Regions from separate parts of the Mus musculus genome. Here all the other regions are linked to region 3. A link is a contact called in public promoter capture Hi-C data. All regions are on one chromosome and are shown on one strand. The core of a region is the stretch at or near the end of the contact, and the rest is flanking DNA. Distances in the headings are between cores, read along the strand shown. Region 1 holds the start of Ccdc125 (coiled-coil domain containing 125). Region 2 holds the start of Marveld2 (MARVEL (membrane-associating) domain containing 2). Region 3 holds the start of Naip2 (NLR family, apoptosis inhibitory protein 2).

Evidence for each region. Capture Hi-C pulls out chosen DNA fragments and counts their contacts.
Region 1: a promoter capture Hi-C map of pancreatic islet shows a contact between it and region 3. The contact joins the promoter of Ccdc125 here to the promoter of Naip2 in region 3.
Region 2: a contact with region 3 is called in a promoter capture Hi-C map of adipose tissue. The contact joins the promoter of Marveld2 here to the promoter of Naip2 in region 3. A contact is called at or near these places in 3 of 39 promoter capture datasets (the C10 cell line, cranial neural crest and pre-B cells) and 2 of 9 other capture datasets (adipose tissue and pancreatic islet).

What each region holds. Positions count from the first base shown.
Region 1 is chr13:100,667,983-100,671,294 of GRCm38.p6, forward strand. It overlaps Ccdc125 (coiled-coil domain containing 125), which reads left to right and starts at 1,499. Exons shown (of 12, transcript NM_183115.5): 1 at 1,499-1,869.
Region 2 is chr13:100,614,862-100,618,466 of GRCm38.p6, forward strand. Marveld2 (MARVEL (membrane-associating) domain containing 2) reads right to left here and starts at 2,110. Exons shown (of 7, transcript NM_001038602.4): 1 at 2,065-2,110. Rad17 (RAD17 checkpoint clamp loader component) reads right to left here. Exons shown (of 17, transcript NM_001044371.2): 17 at 2,303-3,071. The coding sequence ends at 2,783.
Region 3 is chr13:100,200,809-100,204,227 of GRCm38.p6, forward strand. Naip2 (NLR family, apoptosis inhibitory protein 2) reads right to left here and starts at 1,314. Exons shown (of 16, transcript NM_001126182.2): 1 at 1,219-1,314.

The sequences.
Region 1 (3,312 bases), core at 249-2,748, 470 kb after region 3:
ACTAGGGAGGCAGAGGCAGATGGGCCTCTCAATTTGAGGCCAGACTGGTTTACAAAGCAAGTCCCAGGACAGCCAGGATAAAGAAACCCTGTCACAGAAGAAGAAAAAAAAAATCTGATTTAAGATTTGGTGACTTTGCCGGGCAGTGGTGGCGCACACCTTTAATCCCAGCACTTGGGAGGCAGAGGCAGGCGGATTTCTGAGTTTGAGGCCAGCCTGGTTTACAGAGTGAGTTCCAGGACAGCCAGGGCTACACAGAGAAACCCTGTCTTGAAAACAACAACAACAACAAAAAAAACAAAAAACAAAAAAAAAGATTTGGAGACTTAAATGTAGTCTCGGGGTGTGGCTCAGTGATGGCAAATGTTTAGATGTACAAAACCTGGCTTAGTCACTCACTGTTCTACTGCTGTGAAAAAACACCGTGACCAAGGCAACTTATAAAAGAAAGCATCTGATTGGGAAGTTTGCTTACAGTTTCAGATGGTGAGTCCACGGCCATCATCGTGGGGAGCACCGCTCTGGAACAGTAGCTAAGAGCTTACACCTGACCCACAAGCAGAAGAGAGAGACTGGTCCACCTTCAGTGACACACCCCCTCCACCAAAGTCACACCTCCTAATCGGTCCCAAACCTAGTAGTTCCACTAACCAGAGACTAAGCATTCGAAAAATATAAGCTTATAGGAGCCATTCTCAAACAAACCGTCACAAGCTCACTGTGATTACCAGCACTTCAAAAAAAGACACACTTCACATCTGTTAAAAGAGTTGCTTGTGTGTGCGGTGTATTTGTAGAATAGACGAATGTAAGTACATGTGTGCACGTGTTAATGGACCTTGCAGTTCACACCAGGTGTCTTCTTTTCTCCATCCCCCTACCCGCCCGCCCCCATGCCCAGGAGTCCTGATATATTAGTTTTAATTAATCAATTTTCCGGTGGACATACGTTTGCAGATTTTTACTATCACAAACACATGAGTGATAACATATATTAGTATGCCGGCAGTCTGAAACATGTTTTTTAATGAGCTTTGAATTCACACAGCCACTCCTGGAAGTAGTGCACTAGTTTCAACACAGGTATAGAATCACGTAGCTAGGTGATTGCATGAAGTTTATGAGAAAGACTCCCAAGATAAAATCCGTTCTAAGTCGGATTTTCCTCATGTCTAAGTAACTAAGGACAATACAGACTAGACTGGCTCTAGTCTGCGAAGTTCATTAGTGCCAGAGAAGGATCTGATGTCTATTTCTACCAGAGTAATCTTCAAGCCTGGGAAAGTGTTTGAAAATAACAAAGTCTTCGGTTAAGGGTATTGGCACAGAGAATTAGAACACAACCATTTCAACAAGGTCATGAAGTTGATCCAGTATGGCGGATGGGTTAGTGCGAGGTAGCACCTGTGATAGGAAAGGAGCAGGGGTCGCTCTCCAGGCATTGCCTCCCGCTCCGCCTGTGCTTCAGCGCTCCCTCTGGCCCAGGCTGCCTTCAGGGTTCCTAACCGGGCTTTCTAATGCCGAAAGCCGGTGTTCCGAGATCTACCTCTCCGGGAACCCCAGCTCCGGCACACTTTTCTCTTAGGGGGTTCCTGAAGTCCCAAGGTTGGGACTCATAATTTTCCATGTATTGACGCTCACCTTGCCCCAGTCTGTTCTAAATCTCAGACTTTTATTTGCCCGTCGGTTTGTCCATCCGGCTTTGGAGCTGAAGTTGGAGGAGGGCAGCTAACATCCGGTTGCACGGAGGCACGGATACTGGGCTCAGGAGAGCTGAAGCGCCGCTGGCCCACCCGGACCTGGCGATCCTTTCGGGTCCCCTGCGGTGGTCGTGCAGTCACGTGGCCCGAGGACGCGTGGCGGAGTGGGGTGAGCCTCTGAAGGGGCGCGCGGGCTGCGCAGCGGAAGGTTCGATCCTTGGGACGGATGCGCAGAGTGCCAGCGTCAGGCCAGGACACCGGGAACCCGCGGTGGGGAGGGTATGGAGCCGAGCTGCCCAGGAGTGGAAACTGCAGGTGGTGGTCAGACTAGCAATAGGGCTCCTTTCCCCACATAGAGCCAGCCATTAATGGTCTGACACCGAAGAATACCGATTTCAAAAACTCTGTTTCTGTCTTTTCTTGCTATTATTTAACTATTAGTTTTGAGCCATAAAGCTGTAACGCACTAAATGCTATGCAATATCCTGGTTTCAATATCTTGAAACAAAAAGGAACGAACAAAAGCCCTCGAGAAAAACAGGAAATCTACGGAAGTGTGTGGTTTAGTTTAACCTGCGCTGGTGTCTTTGTCTCAATTTTTGATAAATGTACCCTGATGCTAACTTTAGAGGAATTTAAGTGACGGGCATAGAGGTCTAAATCTTTGCAACTTATTGTAAATCTAAAATTATTCTAAAGCTAAAAGTTAATATATACAGCCCACAGCAAAGAGAAGCGGCTCATGGTTCACCAAGGAGGGTTTATGTTAGTTTTTTCCCCACCAAGCCGGACAGGACAGGAAGTAGGTAGCTGTTTGATCAACTTGTTTGCTAAAAGCAAAGTTGTCAGGCTGGTGGGGGTAGATCCTGCTGCCTAAGTTTTTCCCTTTGGAATGTGTCCTCTCTCATTTCGCTTCAACAAATATCTTGGAGAATCTGTTAGATGTGAGCAAATGAGACATACCTTTATTGGAGCCATGGAATGTGTTAGGGTAAGAGAGGGACATCCTTAGATCTGTTTAAAAAGTATTGACTCAGCACGGTGTGTAGGGTGGCTCTGTTGGTTCAGGCCAGAAGTTATCATAAATTCAACTAGGAAATTCAAGTGCAAAGGATATGATTTGGGGAGATATTTGTGAGACTTGAAGACTTGGGGATTAAAGGCATGTGAGGATCAAAGAGAAAGGGGGAAATTGATTCCAAATTTACTTGATGCTTTTGAAACATAGATGACACATTTGACAAAATAGAGAACCCTAGAAGAGACCCGGATTGGGAGTGGGGAAAGAAACGAACTTGGTTTCAGTTGTATTAGGATTGTAGGCAGAATGTCCGGCTGGAAACGTGTGTTTAAGAGTGGTAACAGTGGAAGGCAGCCTATCCAGGAGGAGCCAGAAGAGAAGGAGCCTTGGAAGGCACAGAGGTGGCCCTCCTGGCAAAAGGGCAGGAGCTGCTTTGTTGCTTGGTTGAGAAGCCCTGGTGTCCCAGAGAGCAGATGTGGGAAGTTAAAGTGTCAGAGCTCCTACAGAGGCTTTGGGGGTGGGGCTAAATCTTGGCGTTAGCAATCAGCAGGTCACTATTTTTCAGTTATTTTAGTGAAAAATAGGAATATT
Region 2 (3,605 bases), core at 860-3,359, 410 kb after region 3:
TCCTATGGAGGCTCGCAACCAACTGTAACTCTAGTTCCAAATGATCTAACAGGCTCTTCAGCTTCCATGAGCACTGCACACATATGGTGCACACACATGCAGGCAAAACACCCACATAAAACAAACAAACAAACAAAAATGCTAGACTTCTATCTGATCGCTTTATGGTAAATTCATTTCTCCATCCCCAGAGAATAGGAGATTTCACAAGAGTTTCAGCAGTCCCTTAGGGAATCCAAGTGGAGATGCAGCCTGTCCAGAGAGAAGAGACTGTCACCAGACCAGACACAACCACCCAACAGATCAGTGGGTTTCAGCCTTCTTAATGCTTCTATCCTTTAATACAGTTCCTCATGTTGTGGTGACCCCCCCCACCACCACCACAAAATTATTTTGTTGTTACTTCATAACTGTAATTTTGCTACCATTACGAACTATAATGTAAATATCTGTTTTCCAATGGTCTCAGGGGATCCCTGTGAGAGGGTCATGCCCTACAGGTTGGACCATTGTAATAGATGGAACACAGAGGAAAGAGTCCAGGAAGAAATTTCAGGGTCCTCTAATTAGACACCCCAAGTCTGGAGGATTAACTACGATCACCCAGAAAGGTGTGCAAGGCAAACCAGAAGCTTTCCAGATGACAACTGTCTTAGGGTTTTACTGCTGTGATAAAACACCATTAACACATAACTTAGGGAGAAATGGTTTACTTTCACTTACAATACTCAAGCCACACTGCGATACTGAGAGAACTCAGGGCAGGAACCGGGAGGCAGGGGCTAATGCAGAGGCCATGGAGGAGTGCTGCTTACTGGTTTCTCCTCTTGGCTTGCTAAGTTTGTTTTCTTATTATCCAGGACCAGCGGCAGCACCATTCATAGAGACCTGGGCCCTCGGATGTAAATCACCAATCAAGTAAATGGACCACAGGTTTGCCCGCACACAGGTCAACTCAGTGGGGGCAATTTTCTCAACTGAGGTTCGGTCTTCTAAGAGGACTGTAACTTGTGTCAAGTTGACATAAAACCTGCCGGCACAACAGCAATTATCTTTGCCCTTTTGTCTTTATCTCTTTGCTCTTTAAAAAAGACAACGTTTACATCTAACACATGCCTAAGAATGTAGAAGCAAAAACACAACAAATAAACGGAAGGAGATTTGAGGTCTTTAGGGTGTATATAGTTTGCACGGCGGCATCCCGCTGGTTAATTTAACTCCTAAAAGTATGACTCACTGTAACGGATTCAACTCATCTTCACCTGTGGAAAACCGCTCGTTTGAGTTACATCACTTTATCATTTAAATAAAACACAAAAATGTGTAGACTAGTAGAAGAGCAAACTGTGCTACCTAGCAAGGAATCTTCAGCGGTATTTGACCACATCTTAAATATACAGATAAAACCTTACAGGTTGTCCTTGAGCCCCCTGGGCTCCACCTAGCTCGGTCGCAGGTCTTTTGTTTGCTTGGAGCCAGGGAGTTAGGAATGCCACAGCTGTGGCCAGAAAAATGGTTCACTGAGCGTCACGGGGATCGAGCCTGGTCACCTTCACACACGCACAATCGCCCCTTCAGTTGCCTCTAAAGTTTTGCTGCCTCCAGAAAGTGGACTACCGCCACAGATACTTGGGGGTTTGGGGTGGGGGAGCAGCGGAGCTGCAGCCGCGAGCGGACCGACAGATACCCAGCAATCCCGCCAGGGTCCCCCATCTAGCCTCCCGGCACCGCGACTATACCCACCCGGTGCGTGTCCCGCCTTCGCTTTCTTCTCTGGAAAATCCACTCTGGCTTCCGCCCCAAGGTGGCCGTTGTCTCGGTCAGGCCAGCCGGGAAAGTGGCGAGGGCGGCGCCACCAGGCGCCCGGAAGGACGGCGGCGGTCCAGCCGGCCGCACCTGTCGCTGCAGCGAAACCCGCCCACGCCGCCCCCGGAGCCCGGCGCGCCCGCGTGCTCCCGCTTCAGCCTGGCCGCGGGAGGGAGGCGGCTCCGGGGATGTGTGCCCAGGGCGAAAGGCCCACCCCGCGGGCTCGGCGTCCCGTCGCCGCATCGCGGCCCCACTCACCTGCGCGGCCGCCGGAACAGCACGCTCTGCCGCGGGCACCGAAACTGGGACCGAGCTCCCGGGGCGTGGCCGAGCCGCAGTGCCCCGCCCGCCTGGCCACCTAGCTGAGGCCAGGAAGCAGGCATAGCATAGGTGCTACCAGCTCCTTCCCATTTTAGAACATTTGCTCTACTTGCCTTGCCTGGACCCAAGGCAGACAGTGCGCGGTAGGTAATGTTAAAGGATAAGAAGAACAAGATGAAATCCAACGTTTTTAATTTTGATATAAATTATGTAAATACTTTCCAGAAGTATCTAAAATATTCCACTGTACAACATACCAAAAATGGTATCCGAAAAGCTAGATGCAAACTGTAAGTAAGGCACAAGGTTTATTTATACTCATAATTGCATCCTAAACTGTTTTATAAATCAAATTTCCAACACCCCATAAAGTCCGTATATTCTGGATTACTCCTTCACATTTTGATATTTAGTACAACATTCATACACTTCACACCGTGACTTCTCCTCAAACCATTCACAAGACTAAATAAATACTAAGCACTGAGTACTTGAGACCTGCTTTACTTCAAGATGACAGTCGTCAGTTGCTGTGACGAATACGATAAGGAACTGAGCAATTAACAAATTGCTTGTCCTTCAGAGACGTGTTCAAGTACCACTGAATAGACTAAAATTTATCTCTCAAGGAGCAACCTGATTGGCAGGCTGTTCTCTATGTCTCCTCGCTGTCATAGTCCTCTATTATTATGTCTTCCTCTTCCTCCTCCTCTTCTTCCATGTCCACTTTGGAGGAAAAGGGCTGAGGCTGGCTGGCAGGCAGATCGCTCCCGCTGTTCTGACTCAGCGGAAGGGACCAGGTCTCTGGGTCGGCATTCTGAGCAGCCTGCGCGGGTTCACCGGGAGCTTCCTGAGCCGGCTGCCCTCCGCTGTGCGGGGACTCATCCCCACTGTCAGGGTCTATCAGCCCCAGCTCTCGGTCAGTCAGGGCTTCCATTTTCAACCTGTCAGAGTCACAGCGAAGACATCAGTGGGAACCAAACAGAAAACTCCTTGAAATTATGAACTAAGTGGTCTTTCCACTCACACACAAAAAATACAAGGCAAATGACCAACTGTGAATAAGTCCTTTCTGCTATCAAAAGTGTTACTGTCTTCAGCAGAGTTCCTATAGACTAATATTTATATGTATACATTAAAAATGAGCATAAGGGGAGAGGGTATGGGGGGGGCTTTTGGGATAGCATTGGAAATGTAAATGAAGAAAATACCTAATAAAAAAATAATATTAGTAGTCCTGAGGATAGAACCCAGAGCCTTGGGCATGCTAAACAAACACTTTCCAACTCATCTACACCTAAGCCAGTAAAAAGATTTTTTAAATCAGGAAAAAAAAATGAGCATAAGACAGAAATCTCAGGAAACACAAATGGGTCGACTTGACTGTCCAACTAAATATGAAATTTTAAAATAGAAACTAAAGCTGGGCATGGTGCTCACACCTTTAATCCCACACTCAGGAGGCAAAGGCAGGCACT
Region 3 (3,419 bases), core at 64-2,563:
GGTAGCTCAACAATATGGCTGGGTAAACAAGACCTGGAGAAGGACACCTGTATGACATGCCAGTGTGGACAGGGAAAATGTCACAGGGCCTCATCTCTGTAAGAAGAAGTGTAGGCTGCTGGGAGGAGAATTATTCTTCATCAGGGACAAGCCCTTAAAGTGTTATCTAATCACAAGTGCTCAGCCCCAAACACATACACATATGAGCAACAGTAGATGGACTCAGTAAGTGTGTGTGTGTGTGTGTGTGTGTGTGTGTGTGTGTGTGTGTGTGTGTGTGAGATAATTAAAGAAAGGCTCTGGAATTTGAGAGGCAGTTTGGTGGGATGGGAGAGGGGTGGGTTGAAATAATGTAAACAGAGTACTCAGATATGAAGTTATCAAATAATGAAATATAACAAAATGAAGAACACCTTCATATAAGCATATGGCCAATCCACCCACTTCAACACTCTCAAAGGAATATCAAATCTGCTTCTAGGTAGAGTTAAATCTTTCACATCATGCTTTATCAACCTCATTCAATTTGGAATTTTCCTAGCTACTACATTTTTGTGAAAGCTGCGGGTCAGGGCCTTGATTTATAGTGTTTGGCAGCCTCTAAGTTGGCACCATTCTGCCTCAGCTTTTTAAGTGTTGGACTATAAGCATGTGCCACCATACCTGGTCAAGTTGAATCTTTTAAGACAAGGCACACTCTTTCATCAGATAATATCCAGGAGGAGTTTCCTTAGTGAAATAGATACCACATATGACTATCCCTAACAAGGTAAAAACAAAAACAAAAACAAAACCCCTCCTTGTCATAAGTATTAAAATGACCAGCATTGGTCGCCTGGAGTTCTATCAATCCTCAAGTCTTTGACTAGTTATATTTACAGTTGTCTCATGATCTCTCTCTCTTTCTCTCTCTCTCTCTCTCCAAACACACACACACACACACACACACACACACACACACACACACACACACACACACACATCGTTTCCTTAGCAATTAAGAGACAAAGGTCATGTTCTTATCTATAGACACAGTTACCCAACGCTAGCTTCCTGCTCCTTCCCTGTAGAGAGGAGCTGGCCCTGCCTTGACAGACTAAGGCTAGGCTTAGTTACTTTCATTTCCCCTCGCACAGCCTGGAGTTACCTTTTCTGTTGCTGGGATAAAATAACCCTGACAAAAGCAGTTCACAGAAAAGAAGGCTTATTCTGGCTTACAGTATGAAGATCTGTATCTCAAGGTGGCACAGAAGGCTTGGCAGGAGCAGGAAGCCAGCTGGTCACAGTGCATCAGCAGCAAGGGGGCAGAGAAAATGAACAGGAAGTGGCACCAGGCTATAGAGTCTCCAGTGGCCCACACCCTCCACCATGCTCCACCTCTTAAAGGATCCAAACTCTTACCCAGCAGTGTCACCAGCTGGAAACCAAATTCTCAAACCATGAGCTGCCTGTGTGGGTATTTCACATTCAGACCACAGTGTAGGCCCAGACACAGTGTCTTCTACTAACATCTGCATCTGAACACCCTCCTTCCACCCTCTCTTTCCTGTCAACTTTTGTTTTTAATTTTCTAAAATTATTTTATTTACCATGTGTCTATGAACAGGGACTGTTTTTGATCTATCTTAGGAACTCACCAGGATCCAATGGGATCTTCACCTCAATGATTTATTCTAATCAGCTTACATAGATCCCACCTCGAAAACAATCAAGTTTCCACTCCTAGAATAGTACAATGGGTATTCCATTTCAACACCTGATCCTTTGATCCTTTATAGAACTCTCAAATCATCGTGAGATGGCTAATCTTGGTTTTCAACCTTACTACACTTTCAATCAAATAGAATTCAAACTCTGGGCATTTCTGAGAGTAGTTTTGTTGATCAGGTTACTTGAAGGAGGAAGACTCATTCTAACAGTAGGGAGTACTCTCTGGTAGCTGCCCAGATAAAAAGACACAGAAGAAGGACATTGGTGTGCCCTCACTATCACTGGGCAAGTTCATCTATCTTGTTGCTGTGGCACTTCTTCATTGGTATTAGAACCATCTCCTGCATGATTAAAAGGTAGACTGAAACCAGCAGCTTTTCAGGAATCCTCTAGGACTCCAGTGCCAAGTTGAGACTGCTGAGACATCCAGTCTTGTAGACTAAACAACTAACTACCAATTCTCAGCCATTCTAACAATGACTGTCACACACATCATAGGACAATATGTCTCACATAGCCATTGTTAGACTATCCAGACTATATCCTGTATGTCAGTCTCATAAATCCCATGTATTTGGTTATATATCCATATCTATCTATCTATCTATCTATCTATCTATCTATCTATCTATCTATCTACTGTCTGTCTGTCTGTCTGTCTATCTATCTATCTTTAAATGTAGACCTACATCTGTATAGCCTATCAGTTCTATTCCTTTAGAGAACTCTGACTAGAACAGAAGGGAGAGCTTGCTGGGAAAAAGGAGTAACAACTATAAAGCCCCTTGAGTAAGACTATATATAAATATTTTTGTTGCAGGGCATAAGTGAATCAGTCTCAAACTGACTAGGAAACATCCTAGCTTTTACAGTGCCAGAAGATGCTATGCAGACTGCAGGAAGTTGTGAGGAGGGCATCAATGATCTTCTCAGTGCTGGTCTCTGCTTGCTATATCACCACTATTCCACTAGGCCAAGGATTTCTTCTTGTGCAATAATGCCATGTCTTCGATGACATAGCAAACCTCATTCTGATTACATTTGAGGGCAGTCTACTGAAGGGAATTTCCTGCCTGGTTTTGTAATCCTTGTCCAAAGTTCATGGCTGGGGAGGTAGGTCATAGACCCTAGAGTAGACCCACTGTAGCACAAATAGAACACACATGCACACACACACACACACACACACACACACACACACACACACACACAGTCACTCACACCAGTTAATCAGTTAATCTTGAAATGCCTTGGATAACACAATGACTGGGCACTCTTAATTTTTTCTCTACTACCCCAGGCCCAGTCAGGGAAGTGGCCAGAGGAAACTCACATTGCTGGTTGGCTTTACGTCCTCCACTACTGTGCCCCCTTCTCCTCCTCCTGATTCTCTCTCCATCCTTCCCTTGCAATTCTGTGTCTTTCCCTGTCATCAGCTATTGGCTACTGGCATCTCTATTGATAGACCAAAATCCAATTAGGAGCAAGGACCTTCAGCCCCAGTAAATACAGATTCCTGATCAAAGAATCAGGACCACCCTTTACACACCACTATTGCTCTTTTGCTGGCTGGCTATGTTGTTTAAGGTCTTTTTAAATATTTCTGTTTATACTTGTAGACCCAGGCTCCTCCAACCTTAGTTAGAGAAACTTCTTTTTGCAGCCAGTAGCAGTTGATGTTGAGATGTGTAACTCATCAATGTGCTGAG